Regions from separate parts of the Mus musculus genome. Here regions 1 and 3 are each linked to region 2. The links are chromatin contacts, called in public Hi-C maps. All regions are on one chromosome and are shown on one strand. Each heading gives the region's core, a stretch centred on a gene start, on an enhancer-like site or on the middle of the called end of the contact. The rest is flanking DNA. Distances are from core to core; before and after follow the strand shown.

Region 1 (3,244 bases), core at 562-3,061, 140 kb after region 2:
CTATGAGGCCTGTGTCATTACTAATATAAAAATGTTGGTGATTCGCAGTCCCCCAGGACTCACAGACTCAAATCTGTCAGATCGCACCTTCAGCATCAGTGATGTACCAACATCGGGGTTCTCACGAAGTCCGTGATGGACAGGACCCTAGCAGCCCTCTGTATGGTGGTCTGTATGGTTTTCATATCTCTGGTAACGGCACCCTCTCTCCCAGATTCCTAGCACATGATGAGCCTCTAATCTTTTAGCCCCAACCTCTCCAGAGGCCAAAACTTTTGACTCCTGAGCAGACCTAATTTCCCTGTTTGGGGAGGGGCTTCTGTAGTTAAGCTAGTCACAGCAGCTGCTCTGGAAGAAGACCCAGGTTCAGGTCTTCACATTCTCATCCACAAGGCAGCTTATAACTCCAGTGCTCCCTCCTGGCTTCTAAGAGCATCAGGCACATATTCAGTGTACTTACTTAGTACTGGCAAAATACACACTCATACACATAAAATAAAAAGTAAACCAACTCATGTTTATTGTTTTCTTTAAACAAGGACTTTTTCCCAACTTCCTTTGAAGCCAAAACCTCGGACACAATTCTGGACGAGGCACAGGTCAATGTGTGCAGTGGCACAGGAGCAATGTGTGCAGCCGCTCCTGGGATACTTCTTTCTTCTATAGAAGACGAGATTGGCACCACCCTTGTTCATTCCTCCAGTTCTCCCTTGGACATGATGCCTGGATCTGGACTAGTGATGCTACAGCCATGAGATAACACATGTGGGGACAACATCAACATGGCAGGATAATGAAGCAGAAATAGAGACAGCCTGGGTGCCTGATGCCACTGCCACCGTAAAACCACACCAGGCTGGCAATTTTTAACAGCTGGATTTCTTCAGGTAGCAAAAAGAGAAAAAAAAAAAACTTACGTTTTTCAATGCCATCTCATCAGATGTTTTTTTGGTTTTTGGTTTTTTTGGTTTTTTGGTTTTTTTGGTTTTTTTTTTTTTTTTTTTTTAGGTATTTTCCTCATTTACATTTCCCATCAGATGTTTTTGTTGCCTGCAGCTAACCATTCTCCTAACTGACGCATACCGTTTAGAAGAATAACTCTTTATACGTCAGGGTTTACAACTATGAATATTGCCTTTAGCAAGTTTGTCAGTCAGTTCTCTGTTTCAATAACCAATACCTGGAATAAATCACGCGGAAGGAAGAAAGCGGTTTTTTGGTTGGTTTGTTGCGTGACTTCAGCAATTTCAGTTCAGGGTTGCTTAACTCTGTTGGGGTGGGTGAGTCAGATCCTTGTATCACAGCAGGAGAGCGTCATAAAGGAGGCCTGCTCCTTACATGGCATCCAGGAAATAGCAAGTCTGAGTCTTAATAACCCCCTATGAGGTCATGTCCCCGGTGACCTAGTTTCCTTCACCTAGGTCCAGTCTCCCAAAGGTTTTGTGCTTTTAGAGCCAGGCATTTAACTCAAGAACTTTTTTTGGAAGCCACTTCAGACAGAACTATATGAAGAGAGAACATATTGCAGGGAGATATAGAAGAAACATATGAACAATATAACTTAAAATTGTGGTAAATGAAAAAATAAACAAAAAGAACACAGGTCATCAAAACTAGTCTCTGCTATGAAATAATAGGGCTCCCCCTATTATTTCATAGCAAGATAAAAAAAATGCAAAATCACCAATGATCTCAAAATGTCCACTAGGAGGCAGTAGAGCCTCCTTTCTGATTATGCTCACTCCGGCTCCCAAATGTGAACTTTCTGCTTCCAAGCTGCACCTTACAATTAGAAATCTTTGACCACAGCATTTGACTGTGACCCTGAACACCCCGAGAGTGCCGGCATTGCGCTTAAGGTCCGAGCCCCGCCCCTCCAGTCCTCCACTGTCTGCTGCCTTCCTGCTCCTCCAGCCTCACCCGGTTGCTTCTCCCTTCACTCTCTCCATTCCACGTTCTTTTTGGTTCCTTGGGCCGACAAACTCTTGCTTGCAAAGATGAGGGTACCCTTTGATATATTCCAGGGCCCCCTTTCTCCTCAGTCACCTTAGTCCTCCAACCCCGCCCACATCTGGGAACCCAAGTGAGAGTAACCGGAGAGGAAGTCTCTACTGACTCCTAGTGGACCTATTGAGAACGTTTGTGATTATAGGGTCTGCTCAGATGCTAATCTCGCCTGACAAAAGTCCACCTCCAAGTTTGCTGGAGAATCTCCTGAGTCTCATTTCTTCTCCCAGCGTCCCTCTCTCTGCCCAGAAGACCCACCCTCCACTTCCTGCCCAGTTATTAGCCGTCAGATTTTTATTACAGCCAAGCAGATACAATTCTAGATTGCCTTAGGCCAGTGAGGAATAACAACTACTTACAAAATATAAGACCGGTGAGGGGCCATAGAAGTAATAACACCAAGCTGCAGCTAGTATTTAGCTCTCTGCCTCTGCAGAATTAATAGAATCCAGAAACACACAAAGGTATCCCAACAGTGTATCCCAATAGCCCAGGCTTGCTATGTAGCCTAGAACTCACAGACCTCTTGCCTCAGCTTCCTGGAAGCTGACATCACAAGTGTTTTGACACTGCCTTGCTTTGATTATTGACTGATTTCTTTTCCCCCAGAGACCTAGACTTTCTTTTTACAGTTTTGCGAAAATGCAAAGGACACATTCTCACCATCTTATCACTTCGACCAAAAAGGGATTGTGATTCCTCCTTTTTTAAACTAATGGATAGTAATTGTACAAAGCAATAGACTTTATGTGACTTTTTTTTACACACGCACATAAGGCACTTTGAAGATAGGCTCTTGTTACCCTTTCTTACCATGTCCCCTCCCTTCACTCACGCCCTTGATGGTCCCACCTCTTTCTTCCTTCCTTCCCCCTGCTGAGTCTCCTGTTAGAGAGTAAGCATGCCATGTATCTTTCTGAGTCTGGTTTTCACATAATATGAAGAACAAGTTCCATCCATTTTCTTGAAATTATTTTTGTCCTTTTTTGTATTATTATTACTCTGTGTGTGTGTGTGTGTGTGAGAGAGAGAGAGAGAGAGAGAGAGAGAGAGATGTGATGAGGAAGTCAGAAGACAACTTTGATGTCTTCTGTCCTTCCACCATGCCATCCAGGCATAGACTCCATCTGACAGGCTTCCCTGGCAAGGGCTCTTACCTGCTGAGCCACCTCACTGGTGTTGTCTTGTTCTTCTTTATTGCTGAGTAGAATTCACAGTGTATATACACCACATTTCC
Region 2 (3,090 bases), core at 273-2,772:
CAGTAAGACAATTCCAGTATTCACTCCCCAGGTACAAGCTCCTATCAGAATATCTGCCTTAGGAAGGCAGTGTGTGTATAAGTCATACTTTGCCTGCCAAGGGCTCAGCTCTTGTGGATCGAGTTCAGTGAATGGTCTGCAGGATGGGAGAAGAAGAAAGCTCATGTCACAACACAACTGAGGCTTTCATTGCTTCTACCATCCCACCATCTGCAACAAGGAATAAACCAGGCACCAAGGACATGCACATGACATTTTCAGAGCATCCTCCCGCATCTCTATGGCCTCGCTTCCATAAGCCAAGTCAAGGAAAGGAAGAAATGATGAAGAATGAAAGGTAGTGTTTTGAAGATGTATTTGTGCCTGCACTTGTGTGTGTGTGTGCTCGCGCACATCATGTGTGTGCCTACATGAGTTTATGTGCACCATGTAAGTACAGTTGCCTGAGGAGGCCAGTTTATGTGCACCATGTAAGTACAGTTGCCTGGGGTGGTCCAGTGGCATTGTGTCTCTCCCTATTGGTCCTCCTCCCTCCCTTCTCTTTCCCTTGCGTCCCTGCTTCCTAGCACAGCCCCGTCCCCTCTCCCCTCTGTTCTTCGTGTTCAGGCTTTACCCCACTATTCTCCACTCTTCTGAGAAGTATGGGCACTACTTTGGTGGCGCTGCTAACACAGTGAATCTTACTCTCGTTTTCACATGTGGGGAACCGAGGCACAAGACGCCGGAGCCTGAATGGTGGAGGCAAGCTACTCTGCTCCCTCCCTGTTAAGCACCCTGCAGTAACCTTTCCCACCCTCCAGAACGTGACCTTTTCTGCCCAGAGGGAGTCCCGAGTACTTCGAGTAGCAACAGGAAGATTTATTCTGACTTCTGATGCAGAGTAGAGTTGCAGGGCCAAAGTTGGTATTATTCAGAGTACGGGCAAAGTCCTAGGGCTGTGACCACACCATCTGGTCTCACGCCAGTCACGCCCATCTTCAACCCGCGCCCAAGCATCTTGACCCCTTCAGGGCTGTCTCAATGCCACCATCGCACCATAGTGGGTTTTGAGATCTTGGGCTGGCCAGTTGCCCTAGAAAAAAGAGGAGGGGCATCAAACCGCATCCAGACGTTCTCAAGTGGCAGCGTTTTTTTTAAATCATCCAGCCCTGAACCCACAGATCCTGGGCTCTTGCTGCTCTCTGGCGGCAGAAGCCGGGAGCCCGGAGTCCCGGGGAATCGCACCTTGTATGCTCCGCTAGGGCAAGGGCAAGCAGAGAGTGACCGCAAGTCCAGAGAGAGGAAGGGAGGCAGCGAGGAGCGCTGGGGCAAAAGCCGGGGTGCAGGAGAGCTGAGGAAAGGAGGATAAGGGGACAGCTAGGGCAGAGGACGGTCGTGAGCACCGGCGAGGACCCCCGCAGCCGCTGGACGCGCGGAGCCCCTTCGCTGGCTCGCGCCGGCCGCCCCCTCCTCCCTCCCCGCCGCCCCTCCTCCGTCCCGCCCCCGCGCAGAGTCCCCTGCGCTGCAGAGGCCGCCGCCTGCACTGACGCTCCCGGAGGAGCCACCGCTCGCCAGGACACGCTTGGAGAGGGGAGCAGGGAGCAGGGAGCCGGCCCCGGCCCTTGTTTTCTTGTGACTCTGCAGCCACCGCCAGAGCCCGTTCCCGTTGGGACCTTCACGGCCTGGTGACCTCCGCCCCGCTCTCCCTGCAGCACCGCTCCCCTGCGGCCCCTCTGCCGCGGGAACTTGGGCAGGACCGACGGGACCGGCGCGCGGGGCTGGCTCGGGCGCTGCGGCGATGCCCGCGGGCTCCCTCCCCGCCACTTGCTCGCCCTGTGCCTGGGCTCGGGCCCCGACGGCTGCGCCGTGAGATGACTTTCCGCGACATCCTGAGCGTCACTTTCGAAGGACCCCGGGCGAGCAGTAGCACTGGGGGCTCCGGCGCGGGCGGCGGAGCTGGCACGGTTGGCCCCGAGGGTCCGGCGGTGGGCGGCGTGCCGGGTGCCACAGGCGGTAGCGCTGTGGTGGGAACCGGCAGCGGCGAGGACAACCAGAGCTCCACGGCAGAAGCGGGGGCCGCGGCAAGCGGCGAGGTGAATGGCTCGGCGGCCGTCGGGGGGCTAGTGGTGAGTGCTCAGGGCGTGGGAGTGGGTGTCTTCCTAGCCGCCTTCATCCTCACCGCTGTGGCGGGCAACCTTCTCGTCATCCTCTCCGTGGCCTGCAACCGCCACTTGCAGACGGTCACCAACTATTTCATCGTGAACCTAGCAGTGGCTGACCTGCTACTGAGTGCAGCTGTGTTGCCCTTCTCAGCCACTATGGAGGTTCTAGGCTTCTGGGCCTTCGGCCGGACCTTCTGCGACGTATGGGCCGCGGTGGACGTGCTATGCTGCACTGCCTCCATCCTTAGCCTCTGCACCATCTCTGTGGACCGGTACGTGGGTGTGCGCCACTCGCTCAAGTATCCAGCCATTATGACAGAACGCAAGGCCGCTGCCATTCTGGCTCTGCTCTGGGCGGTGGCCTTGGTGGTATCTGTGGGACCGCTACTAGGTTGGAAGGAACCAGTGCCCCCGGATGAGCGTTTCTGCGGCATCACCGAGGAGGTGGGCTATGCGATCTTCTCTTCCGTATGCTCCTTCTACCTCCCCATGGCAGTGATCGTGGTCATGTACTGCCGCGTGTATGTGGTCGCGCGCAGCACCACGCGCAGCCTCGAGGCGGGCATCAAGAGGGAGCCGGGCAAGGCCTCTGAGGTGGTTCTGAGGATCCACTGTCGCGGCGCAGCCACTAGCGCCAAAGGAAATCCAGGGACACAGAGTAGCAAGGGGCACACCTTGCGCAGCTCGCTCTCCGTAAGGCTGCTCAAGTTTTCCCGCGAGAAAAAGGCTGCCAAGACCCTAGCCATCGTCGTGGGTGTCTTCGTCCTGTGCTGGTTCCCCTTTTTCTTCGTCCTGCCTCTGGGTGAGTGATTCCCTCACTTTAGACCCTTCCCCTCTGGGCGGTCCTTACCTGGAAAGCTTAGATGACCCACAACCTAACTGTGGAAGTTTATCAACTTCCTGTTCTCTTACTAGAGAGAGAGAGAGCGCGCCCGAGGGGTTCTTGATA
Region 3 (3,109 bases), core at 16-2,515, 150 kb before region 2:
CATAGGAATGAGTCTAAGAGAAAGCAAGCAGGCAGAGCTCCATATAATAGGAGTGGTTCCGTCTCAAAGTTGCCTCCAAGGGTCTCTGTTTACAAGGCTTTTCTGGGTTGAGGCATAGGGAGTTAGTTTATCAGTCCAGTTGGCCTGCCCATGAGCTGTTCCTGTTCCTCTCTGTGGTGGTCTGAATTCGAATGGCCTCAAGAGGCTCCTGTATTTGAATACGTGATCTTTAGCTGGTAGAACGGTTTGAGAAGGGTTAGGAGGTGTGGCTTCATTGGAGCAGGTGTGTCATTGCAGGTGAGTTTGATGTTTCAAAAGTCCATTCCATTCCAAGTTAGCTCTCTCTACCTCCTACTTGTGGATCAAGATGTGAACTCTCAGCTACTGCTCCAGCGTGATGCCTGTTTGCCTGCTGCCATGCTCCCCACATGATGGTCATAGGCTCTAACCATCTGAAACCATAAACCCCAAATAAACTCTTTCTTCTATTAGTTGCCTTGGCCATGGCATCTTTCCATGTCAATACAAAAGTAACTAAGAAATGCTCTATCCAGGTGGCTAAACTGGAGTGTCACACACATATTCAGAGCCAACGAAGTCTATGGTCATGCATAGTTTACAGGTATGCTCTCATTAGGGGGCTATATAAAAGGAGAGAGAATAACAAGAAATCAGATTATGAAGCAGTCCTAAATGTTTCTAGCATTTCTGGCCTCCAGCCAAAACCAGAGCCGCTAATAAGGACAAGAACATTTTCAGCTTCCGGGAAAGACAAAAGAAGTTATCAAGGACAAGGAGTAGAAATGCTTGTTTTGAAGTCGCTGCCCTACACTGCCCGAACAGTTTCTTTCTGCTGTTTTCATCAAAAGCAGCTGAGAGGGGGAGGAGCTTATTTTCCTCACTGTTTAAGGCTGCAGCCCATGGTGGGGGAAGGAGAATGGCAGTTGTCAGTTATAAAAATAATATGGGGCCTATAGAGATGACTTGATGGCTAACAGTACACTGCTCTTGCAGAGGCCCCAAGTTTGGGTCCCAGCACCCATATCAGATAGCCCACAGTCCAGAGGAGCCAGTGTCCTCCTTTGGCCCTGATGGGCATCACCCTCACATGCACACCATACCACACTCCCACTCAACGAGCACATATAATTTCAACATAAAACATTTATGACAATTTTTTTCTTTTATGCATTCTGGAATAGTGAAAATAATTTTGTGATGACCAATTCTTTAGGAATTTAGTAGGAATATTAAAAGAAACCATCTGACTGCTGTACATTTTCTGCGTTGACTCAGGCTTATTCATGAAAAGGTGTTATTGTTTGACAGAGAGAGTTATATAGGACATTTGTGTAGGATATTTCCGTCACTCCACTCTGATCCCCTCCCTCCTCCCACTGCAACACTTCCTCACAAATCTTCCCACCACACTCCTGTGTGGCTTCTGCTTGTGTGTAGTCCACTAAGCGTAGTGTCTAGCCTGAGCACAGGTAGGAGGTTATTCACTGGTACGGGGGCAACTTGTCAGTAGTTATTTCACTAAAGAAGACATCCCCTTTCCTAACAACTGTGGATTGTCAATAATCCCTTAAGGGGACAGCAGGATGAAATGGTGACAGACTCAGTCTCGTGTGGATCTCGCGTAGATAACCACAGCTGTATGTGTTCATAAGTGCAATGACTATCTCATAGCCACTGATAGCTTAAAAAAATTGAAACAAGGTTTCTCTACACAGCTCTGGGTATCCTGGAACCAGGCTGGCCTCAAACTCACAGAGATAAGCCTGCCTTGCCTACCAGGTATTGGCTTTAAAGGCAAGTGCCACTATACTCAGCTCTGGGACATATTTTTCCTGCACATTTCTTTGTACTCTGGCCCTTACATCCTTTCTTCTCCCTGTTTGCGATGTTCCCTGTGCCTCATGAGGGATTACAACTGTTTTATTTAAGGACAAGCATCCCACTATCATTTATTTTCAGCACTTTGACCAATTATTGGTTTCTGCATTAATATTTCTTACTACACCTGCTGTAGTAAGAAAGTTTCCCTGATGAAGGGCTGGGTACAGCATAAATCTATGGATTTAAGTATGGCTATTTATGAAGTAGTGTGACATTGTGACAAAATGTAGTGTGGCAATGTAGCAAAATAATACCAGTAGGTTCTCATGAAATCCATGACTTCCTTAAGCATAGGGTCTTGCCAAGTGTGTAGAACTAGATCAGGGTTCCCTCTTGTGGAGGAGGCCTCAAATCCAATCAGAAAACAGCTGGTTTGCCCCATAACACTCATGCCACTGTTGCACTAGAGAGAAGATCTTGCCTTACAGAATTTATAGCTGGGTAAGATTTGAAAGGTTTCAAGGCTGGGGCAATTTCAAGAGGGACGCTGAGATATATTGCTGGGGAATAAGGGCAGAGATATATTAGAAAAATTACTAATACTATGTCAGATAGAGGGCCAGCAGTATGACAGGGGCTTCAAGGAGAGTTCAGGCCCCAGCACCAGCTATAGACAGCATGGTGAGATATCTGAGGAGGGAAATGAGTTTGCCAGGTAAAAGCAGGGTCTCTTTTTTTGTGCCTTCTTAAGTATGGGGGAGGTTTCACAGCTAGGTTGTCTGATTCCCAAGAAGGAGCCAGGGAATGGGCTGGGAGATAGGATATGTCATCAACACCACGTATGATGTTAATTCACTTCCCAGAGAGAGAGATCCTGGCACTGGGAAGTCTGTTAGCTAGGACTCTCAGATTGCACCTACTAGGGTGCCTGTCAGTATCTGTGAAAGAGCTGCTGCAAAGCGTTGTGGCCTGAGCAGTGGCTAGATTCTAATATTACTTTCTTACAAAACTGTTGATGCCTTTCTCCCTCAGCAGTCTACATAGCGCAATCTGGCCCCATGGAAGATAGCCAGCAGGGAGGAACCTTGCAGCTCAGCTCCAGCTTGATGTCTCTATGTCTTATGGCCAACATATGTTGTGTCTTCGGCAATAGGGTCTTACCATCAGGTTCTGGTGGGCAATTGAGAGCAAGAACAATAGCCCATATTGTTTTAGAGGCTTCTGGAGCCTCCCTGGTCAAGAACTTATTGGGTGGTGTGCTATAACT

What was found. A called contact is a pair of places that touch in the nucleus more often than the background predicts.
Region 1: a Hi-C map of embryonic fibroblasts shows a contact between it and region 2, with 5 times the contacts expected there. The contact joins the enhancer-like site here to the promoter of Adra1d in region 2. A contact is called at or near these places in 4 of 39 promoter capture datasets (the 3T3-L1 cell line, 3T3-L1-derived adipocytes, embryonic stem cells and 1 more), 1 of 484 Hi-C or Micro-C datasets (embryonic fibroblasts), 1 of 115 datasets of contacts at active chromatin or transcription factors (pancreatic cancer cells) and 2 of 9 other capture datasets (adipose tissue and pancreatic islet).
Region 3: a Hi-C map of embryonic fibroblasts shows a contact between it and region 2, with 21 read pairs. The contact joins the enhancer-like site here to the promoter of Adra1d in region 2. A contact is called at or near these places in 21 of 39 promoter capture datasets (the 3T3-L1 cell line, 3T3-L1-derived adipocytes, the C10 cell line and 12 more), 6 of 484 Hi-C or Micro-C datasets (cerebellum, cerebral cortex, cumulus cells and 3 more), 4 of 115 datasets of contacts at active chromatin or transcription factors (SST interneurons, embryonic stem cells and vascular smooth muscle cells) and 1 of 9 other capture datasets (embryonic stem cells).

The regions. Positions count from the first base shown.
Region 1 is chr2:131,421,843-131,425,086 of GRCm38.p6, reverse strand. No RefSeq gene overlaps it. Among named protein-coding and RNA genes, the nearest start is that of Smox, 68 kb to the left of the region's middle. Within about 2 kb of position 1,811, at least 188 of the 459 cell types and tissues checked have an H3K27ac peak or open chromatin away from gene starts, as enhancers often do. A contact at or near this core is called in 3T3-L1-derived adipocytes, adipose tissue, embryonic fibroblasts and 2 more, where this site is marked.
Region 2 is chr2:131,560,929-131,564,018 of GRCm38.p6, reverse strand. It overlaps Adra1d (adrenergic receptor, alpha 1d), which reads left to right and starts at 1,522. Exons shown (of 2, transcript NM_013460.5): 1 at 1,522-2,943. The coding sequence starts at 1,851. Gm14285 (a long non-coding RNA gene) reads right to left here and starts at 2,243. Exons shown (of 3, transcript XR_374988.3): 1 at 2,159-2,243; 2 at 1,225-1,330; 3 at 1-1,072.
Region 3 is chr2:131,715,372-131,718,480 of GRCm38.p6, reverse strand. No RefSeq gene overlaps it. Among named protein-coding and RNA genes, the nearest start is that of Gm30986, 23 kb to the left of the region's middle. Within about 2 kb of position 1,265, at least 11 of the 459 cell types and tissues checked have an H3K27ac peak or open chromatin away from gene starts, as enhancers often do. A contact at or near this core is called in embryonic fibroblasts, where this site is marked.